Regions from separate parts of the Rattus norvegicus genome. Here region 1 is linked to region 2. A link is a contact called in public Hi-C data. All regions are on one chromosome and are shown on one strand. Each heading gives the region's core, a stretch centred on a gene start, on an enhancer-like site or on the middle of the called end of the contact. The rest is flanking DNA. Distances are from core to core; before and after follow the strand shown.

Region 1 (4,396 bases), core at 1,015-3,514, 100 kb after region 2:
CATGGCTCATCTGGAGCTGTGTTTATTTTGATTAGTTCTGTTTGTGTTAAAAAATGCAGTGTCAGCAAACCGAAACGTCTTCATCCCCCTGCTCCTCCATCCCTCCATCCCAACCTTTTCCTTTCTTTTTCTAGAAACAGATCACTTATGCATGCACATGATCACCACATGTACTCACTGGGTCTAAGGGCGAGAACCGAAGCCCTCGACTTACATTATTTTATGATACTACTGTTTTTTGTTTTTTTATTTTTTTATTTTTAATCCTTTAAGGAGAAGAGTATTATTAGCATTCATTTGATGCAAGGAAGCAGCCCGAGGACAATATAACCATGTAACTATATGGGAGCATTTAGAGTAGTTGCATGGTTGACAAGTATCTAGTTGCTTACTAAAACAAACCCACCTCCACACTTATTTCAAAATCAGTTTGAAACTTAAAGACCAACTGACTTTATAGTTGTAGTGAACTATACGTGATTTTGCACAGTTGACATACCTGTGTGTACTGTAGGAGTCCAGGACATGGCAGAGGATGTATTTTTAGATGTACTGGATATGATGATGTACTTTGTTAAATAATCCAGACTCAAACGTAATCAGAAATTATCCAAGTAATGATTTGACAAAAACCATTACTTACAAAAATTTAAGACTTTGGAACAGCGTTTTTGGTTTTGTTTTAAATTTAAATAAAATTCTGCTTCCTTTTAAGAAATTCAGGGAAGATTTGATTATATTGAAGATACAATATTTTTGTAGTATTTATAAACTGTCCTAATTGATAGACTATAGAAACCATTTTTGTCATACAGAGGTAAATAGGTCTATTATATAGAACATTTAAACCTTGTGAACATTACACCTACTAGGTTTGATTTATGAAGTGGCATAGTATCTAACTTGCACTGAGCATCTTTTCATTCACATCTCTCCTGCCTTTGTCTCAATGGCAACAGTACAGAAAATTCTGTCAAACCTCAGAATATAGTAGAAATAATTAAGCTGTTGAATGAGTCTTAAACATTATACTACTGTTAAGTGGACCAAGTTTGGTGAAGTAGAATGTGAGAGGCTGATTAAAGAAGGAGCTACTCACGGACATTTGGAGTGATAACTTTTCCACTTGAGAACTACTTTATGTTTTACTGTAATTTTTTAAAGTTTTTTTTTGTTCTTTTTTGTTACTTTGCAAAAGAAAATAGTATTTACAGGTGGCTTCTTTTAAAATATAAAAATATAAAGCAGGAATGTATATGAAATGTCAGATTTTATTGTATTTGCAGAGTATTAGCTTTGAAATTGAATAAAGAAAGCTGTTTGTAGTTTTAAAAATGCCTTCTTGGTATCAGTTAGAAATTTCTTCTATTTTTTATGTACGTAGAGTTCTTTGAGGTATAGAGTTTTAAATGCAGGATTTTACAGTGTTTACATGCAAGTGCATTTTATAAGTGTTCTTTATGTGTAAATTAGTATTTTCAACTGGAAAATGTTGGCTGGTGCAAAAAAGGCCTGGCCTTTTTCTGGTTCCCATGATGTTGCCTACACTGCTAGACTACAGTATTGCTTTGTATCATGAGGCCAAGAATCCCATGTTGTTTGTAAATAGGATAATTGAAAAAGCAATAAACATTTATTGAACAAAAGAAACTTTGTTTGGCCCAGAGTTTATGTTGAACCAAATTGTTCATAGCAATTTAAATTTCCTTAGATTCATTTCTGTTAATCATCAGTTATTAATAATCACATCCATCATTAATAGTTGCTTTATTGCTTGCATCTGAGAGAATACTAATGCTTAATAGCAGTCAGATACTTAATAACTGCACTGACTGTTGAGAATTCTTTATACCAAACCTGTTCATCATCGTTTCCAATTTCCTTCATTGACTGCTACTAACTATTAGTTGTTAGCTGTATTTTATTTCTATTTTTTCTGTTAACAAGTTGGGTTTTTCAAATTATTTTTTGTGGGAGTGGGCTCTTCTTCATTTGTTCAAATCATGATATGAAATTGTCATGATTTTTATTGTATTCTGTAGATGGTGTCAATCAGTTTGTCAGAATTCAACATGCTTTTTTTTATTAGTTGTGATTAGTTTTCATGTTGTCATTAAGCCGTCACTAGCTGAAACTAATCTCTTCTCTATCTTTTCTTTTCTTTTTTTTGTTTTGTTTTTTGTTTCTAACCACCCAGCCGCCACCGGCAACTAACCTATGACCTTCTGACCTCTGAACTCTTCACCCAATGATGACCTGACCATGCCTGCCTGCTGATCAGTTAACTGGTAATCGCCTTTGCTTGCCTGTCGTCAGTGCAGCGAGCTGAGGCACTTGTCCGTTCGTCTTACCATCTAACCAAACAAAAGACAAAGAAATTGTCCTCCAACTCAGCTTTTCCCCCCCTGTTTGGGTGAAAGTGGTTCTAGAACCTGCACTGAATAGTAGTAAAGCAATAAGGCCCGATTCATCCCACAGCACTGATCATCTTTCAATGCCCCACCCCAAGCGAACGGTAAGAAGGCCTCTCTTAAGAAGGGGAGACAGATGGCCCTAACTACTCAGTGACAGAGGCAGTTACTGTGAGAGACTTGTAGGAATCCTTTTCTTTCCTAGCGAAGTCAAAGCTCTCTCTGAATGTACTGTGTGACAATGCATCATGCATGAACCTTCGGTCAGGGACGTCATTGGGGAAGTGACTTCAAAAGTATTCAAAATTTGACATGCTGTTTGTTTAGTCACTACAGTGCCCTCAAAGGGCAGACATTGCAGCCTTTTTATATTGCCTGCCAAAATTTGAAGTATTAGAACAAAGTGTGCCATGAGAGAAAAACTTAACAAGGAGTTTTGAAAAGTAATGCAAAGAACAAAACTACAACACTATTTTTAAAAAGTTGAGTATCTGAGTTAAAATTTTCAAATCTTTATTTTACACCACTTAAAATTATACGAGAACAAGGTACATGCATTATGTGTCACATTACTGGGCAAACTGTTCAAATATTTTTTTTAAACCTCCCTGTATAGAAAATATCATTAAGGATGTAAAAGCCATGCTTGCCTATTTGCTGTATACATGTAATGAAATTGTAGATAAAGTGTAGTGCATTGAAACAAATGAACAAAAAGTAGATACTTTTACTATACAAGGGTGCTGGTGCAGAAAAAATATATATATTTTTGGAAATGTAGCATTTTATACTTTCAAGTGTTATAAAAAAAAGAAAAAGAACAAAGAAACCCTTTATTTCATTAAATGATTTTTTCTGGTGGTTGTCAAGAAACAAAAGACCAAAAGAGCCTTTTTGTCTTTCTTTTTTATTTTTTAAGTATTGGAATAAGTCTAAAGAAAAAGAAAGTGCCTTATTTTCCTTCATGGTCATTTAGTCAAGTGTCCTGTAAGATCAGCTCCTCCCTCAGAATAAAGTTACTGCATGTTCCTCCCTCGCCCAGTATGTGAAAGGAGATATGAGGAGAGACAAATGAGTTGATGGTCTAAATGATAAGATTTGTGTCACGTTATCTTGATGCCAGTTTGCCAAATCTGATACTGTGAAAAAAAATTTGATAGCTTTTCTAATGTCTGACTAGTAAATTTTAAAATGCCATTCTTTTACAAATCATAATTGAGTTCTTTTAGTTATTACCGTCTTCAGTGTTAGCCCAAAGAATTCTGAAGTTTAGAAAAAAAATTATGTGAGATCTGAACATCAGTTTACAGACAAAATTAAATTAGAACTTTATTTTATTTGGAGAAGAGGAATACAATGGATTTTTTTTCTTACCAATTAGAAATAATCGTAATGCCTAAAAAACTTTTTCACAAAAATGAATCTTTGAAATTTTTTATTGTTGAAAAAGTGTTAAGTAACCTAAATTTAATCAGCTATCTTATGTAGTCCATCTCTGCTGGCTTCAGTAACTGCTCCTAACCACACCATTTTAACTCTGAAGGAATGTGGAAAGCCTGCATCACAGCTACACTGGATGCTCAGCTCCATTCCTTTTCCTCTTGAGTTTCTCTCTTGAAAGTCACACAGTTTTGTAGTTGAAGCAGTTTGTGTGCATATAAGCCTGCATATAAACACTTGAGTTAGTAAGTCATTGAACTGCCCAGTACCAGATGTGGCAAATCTCAAGTGATTGTGAACTCCTGGCTCGTCAACTCATGCCCTCTTCCATACCCTCATGGCTTCACAGTCAAGGTCAGCAGGAAGCTCATTGGCCACCTTCACGGTGACCTCTCCATTATTCTGTCTCACTTGGAACCATTTTCAGTTTATTTACTATGCAATAGACAGTCCTTGTTTGTACTCAGCTTTGGTTTAATGTACCACTGCTTTGTCTTTCTGTTACACATGTGGTGGTTTTGATTTATTTACAATATATGCTGTGC
Region 2 (4,301 bases), core at 1,108-3,607:
CTATTTGATTATATGGACAGCTTTTAATAATCATAGGACCTGCACTTTGGTTTGAGAGAATCAGTTTGTTTGATGATGCTGTTATAAGGAAAAGTTACCCCTTTCTGTCTGAAATGGAATATTGGTTTTGTTTGTTAATAACGCAGAAGATAGGACACTGAGCAACTTTCTGCTCCTAGTATGTCAACTGCTGTGGGGATAGCTAACAATCTATTTTAAGGGTGCGGGATGGATGAAATGGATCCATGTTAGGAGGTCATGATTAGAACCATGTGCTGCTTTCTTTGCATGACTCACTTGATGATTTCGTTTTTCTCCATTTAGTTGACATTAAGGCAGTACAGTAGGGATTTTAAATGCAGTGTTTTCCTCCTTTGCAATGATCTCTTTTAGGAAATGTATATACTTTTTTTGTTGTTTTTTTCTTTTTTTCGGAGCTGGGGACCGAACCCAGGGCCTTGTGCTTGCTAGGCAACCGCTCTACCACTGAGCCAAATCCCCAGCCCCTATACTTTTTAAAAAATTGGCCTTTTTTTCATTTTGGAGGACTCATTGCTTACTTAATGTCCAAGGAATGATTTTTTTCAGCATCATTTTCATTTAATATAAAAACAAAATAAGCATAAATACTAAAATTAGTATAGTTTGTCATCTTAGTGTGGCTTTATTAGGGAAAAAGTTTATGAATACAAACCATTTTCTGTCTGGTGCTACTTATGCAGTTATCACCATTGGAACTTAGATCTGATTGTTTCTGTATGCCTTTTAGAAGTGATTCACTCCATGTGTACAACTCAACTTGTAACAGACACTTTGATGTTTAAATTTAAAATCACATCAACTTACATTCCTTTTGAATTCTAGTTTTTCTTTAAATGCTTTTAATCACAATATAGAAGTGGAATTAAACACTAATACTTTAAACACATAAAGCAGTTTTGTAATAATCAGTGAAAGCTTTGGACTCTTAGAGAACAAAGGTAACTGCATTTTCTTTCCTTAAAAAAAAAAATCTCCCTCCCAGGGGGAGGGGGGCTGGGATAAGGGGTTTATGGACAGGAAACCAGGAAAGGGGATAACATTGAAATGTAAATTAAAAAAATCCAATAAAAATTATCCCCCTCCCTTTGTAATATATATGTAGTAGTTATTCTGTGTTTAATATTGATTTTACTTTATTATCATAGATAAGGGTAGGAATTAGAAGTATAAAATTCCTTTGCTTATTTAGGGTTGTTTTTGTCATTATGTCCAAATGTCCATCCATACACAGAAACATGTCAGTGCTTATATTAGTCCTTGTAAGTTTTAACATTTTTAGAATTATGTAGGTAAGTTTTTTAGCCATTTGCTCTTAAAATCAATATATAGGCCTTGTATCATTACTGTTATTTTTATGAAAGAATTGTCTAGTTCAGGTTGTTTTAGATCCTGTCCAAAGGGAGTAGAGTGCTAGGAGAAAACATGAAAAGGCAGGTAATTCCACAAAATGGTCCTTTGTGGGTATGATACAAGAAGAATGCATGCTTGAGAGTGCTTGTGGATCTGTAAAGGAAGACACCAGGTGAGTGCTGGCCAGCATAGTGGAGGTGGTGAACTTAGAGGGAAGACAAGAAGCAGGTTGTGGAGGTAGTGATTAATCTGCTGGGCCTAAGATTGTAAAGGTTCAGGTTTTTAAGCCTTGTTCTGGATTTAGTACAAAACCAAATTATTATAGAGTCAGGGGCACGATCAGCTTGGTCAGTAGCAAGTTATTGGGAGCTAGGTTTATGATTTGAAATACATAGGACAAAATCCAGCAAACATATTTGTTACAGTCTTAAGAACTTAAGACAGTTCTTAAGACCTAGGAAAAATAGTACAGAATTTTAAGGGCTAGAGAGATGGTCCAGCAGTTGAGAACTGTCTACTCTTCTAGAGGACCAGGATTAATTCTCAGCACCCACATGATGGCTCACACCCATCTGTAACCCCAGTCCCAGGGGCATCTGACATCCTCTTCTAGCCTCTTTGAGCACTAGGCACGCACCTTCACACAGCGTATAGTATATCATGTGCAAGCCAGAATGCTCATACACACATAAAACAAGTAAAAATTAAAAATACTGTGGATCTTAAACTTCAATGTCATACTATTTACTCAGTTTCAAAAATCGTCTCGTACGTATTGTGGAAGAGAATATAGAAATAACACCAAGAAAGACATTTCTTGGATAAGTCTTAGCGGAGGGAAAATTAGTGCAAATCAAGTGATCATATTCAGAACTGTTAGGACCTGAGACCAGAAAATGTAGACATAGCAGTCTAGAGAGGGTGGGGACTTGCCTTTATCACAAAGCTCGCTCGTTGTTGTAGAGGTGGTGCAGGCCCTTCATTCTGTATGCTGACTTGTTTTATGATGTATGTGCCACTCATGCGAGTAGACTGAGAGGAAGAGAGTTCCAGTGTATTTCCACACACTGGAAAACTGTTAGAGCCTCCCTCCCTGTGTGAACAGAGGGAAGACGGAAGCAATTTTGCCACTTCTGTGCTATGTTGGACTTGAACAAATGCTGGTCAACTTCTTGGAGCTAGAATATATATTCTTCTTAAAATAGCTAAAAATAAGACCTTTTTTTGGGGGGGGAGGTGTCAGTTATTCTAAAAGTGAGAAATCAAAGGTATGTTTGGAGGATTTAAATTTACTTGAACTTTTCTGTAACCAAAGGATAGAGCCCCAGTTCTTAAAATATTGTTATACAAATGAATTCAGTGTTCATTTACCAGTGTTGCTATTTTTATTACTGTTATTTTTAGTAACCACTCAGAGGAAGGCAGTATTTTTCATTAGAAGATTTAATATAGAGGCTTAATACTGATAAGTGATTCAGGCCAGGAAGGTAAGTTTGCTTCACCTTTAGATCAGCGTGGGGCATAGCTCTGTTTTTGTTGTTTTTAAGTCAGGGAGGTAACTAAGAATGACACTCTATAAAGCAGCTGCTGTCAACCTTTAATATTATAGTCTCATGTGGTGGTGGCCTCCAACTATAAAATTATTTTGTTGCTATTTCATAACTAATTTTGTACTGTTATGAATCGTAAATATGCAGGATATTAGATACGTGGTCCTTGTGAAAGGGTCTTCCCATCTCCAGTGGGGTCATGACCCACAGGTTTCAGAGTCTCTGTGCTAAAGAAAGACGATTGTGAGCTGGGGAGTTAGGTGTGCCGCATTTAGTTACTACATCCTATTTCCTATACCAGTTTCTGGAGGGTGAGTGACTGTTCATTTGTAATTATATTAAAAAAAAACCCTTGAAGTAGAAGTCTTAGTTCTTTGTGCAAAGTAATTTTATTACCTAGATACAGTTGTATGCTAAGAATTGAACCTAGAGCTTCATACATGCTGGGCAAATGCTGTATCATTTGTTTTATTCTTACAAATAGAATAAACTCCTTTTCTAAGCAAAGTCTGTCTATTCTGAGGATATAAGATACAAAAGATTGCTCATATGAGAAGTCTTCTTCTATCAATATTTTTAAGTTTCTTCTGGTAGGAATAATCTGGTAGAGAAACCGGAAAGGCAGAGGAAGGTGCTTTAACTATTAGCTTTATGTTCTTGAGAGTCCTTAACTGGTAGTTTACAGGTACAGACCTGAAGTGTTAATTAAGTAGACCTTCTTGAGTAGTGTAACCTGGTCTTGGTAGTCTGGAATGAAGTGAGTGGGAAGGTATGCTCTAGGACAAAGGGGGACAGTCAGAAAGGTAGTCAGAAGGTGCTACTGTATTAGTACACAGTGGCACATGCCTGAGTTTAAAGTTAGCCTGATATACATAGCAAGGTCTAGGCCAGTCAGGGCTGTCTAACAAGAAAGACCCCGGAAGAAAAGAAGGATGAGGACTGGTGATGGCAGGATACAAGCTTTTCTTAGAACATACATATTGATTAGTTGGTTAGTTGGAATGGCAAATGCTTGCAGAGTAGTAGTGTGAACAGTAAGTGAAGTTTAGAGAGTAGGCAAAACCAGGACTGGATTGTGGTGCTTCTACATACTGGACTTGATAGTTGAATTTTATTCCAGGAATTCTTAAGTTTTGGACTTTTTGGGTATGTCATAGTGAACTTGTGCATAAACTAATAAAAACACGTCATATAGGTATATAGAATCAGGGTGGAAGGTTAAGCATTTGTATATGGTTGACTTATTACGATTCCTTTCTGGACAAGACTGGGGAACTCAAAGCTTCATAAGCCCTCTTCTGCAAACTTCAAAGATACTTTTCTGTTTAGACAAATGCTCTGACATTGTATTTTATCATG

The links. Hi-C and Micro-C count contacts between places; a contact is called where the count stands out from the background.
Region 1: a contact with region 2 is called in a Hi-C map of Schwann cells, with 3 times the contacts expected there. The contact joins two enhancer-like sites. A contact is called at or near these places in 6 of 12 Hi-C or Micro-C datasets (Schwann cells, frontal cortex, kidney and 2 more).

The regions. Positions count from the first base shown.
Region 1 is chr1:53,042,072-53,046,467 of GRCr8, forward strand. It overlaps Qki (QKI, KH domain containing RNA binding), which reads left to right. Exons shown (of 8, transcript NM_001414465.1): 8 at 2,198-4,396. The coding sequence ends at 2,214. Among named protein-coding and RNA genes, the nearest start is that of Qki, 110 kb to the left of the region's middle. Within about 2 kb of position 2,265, at least 4 of the 93 cell types and tissues checked have an H3K27ac peak or open chromatin away from gene starts, as enhancers often do. A contact at or near this core is called in Schwann cells, where this site is marked.
Region 2 is chr1:52,940,269-52,944,569 of GRCr8, forward strand. All of the region lies in intron 1 of Qki (QKI, KH domain containing RNA binding), which reads left to right. Among named protein-coding and RNA genes, the nearest start is that of Qki, 7.0 kb to the left of the region's middle. Within about 2 kb of position 2,358, at least 23 of the 93 cell types and tissues checked have an H3K27ac peak or open chromatin away from gene starts, as enhancers often do. A contact at or near this core is called in Schwann cells, where this site is marked.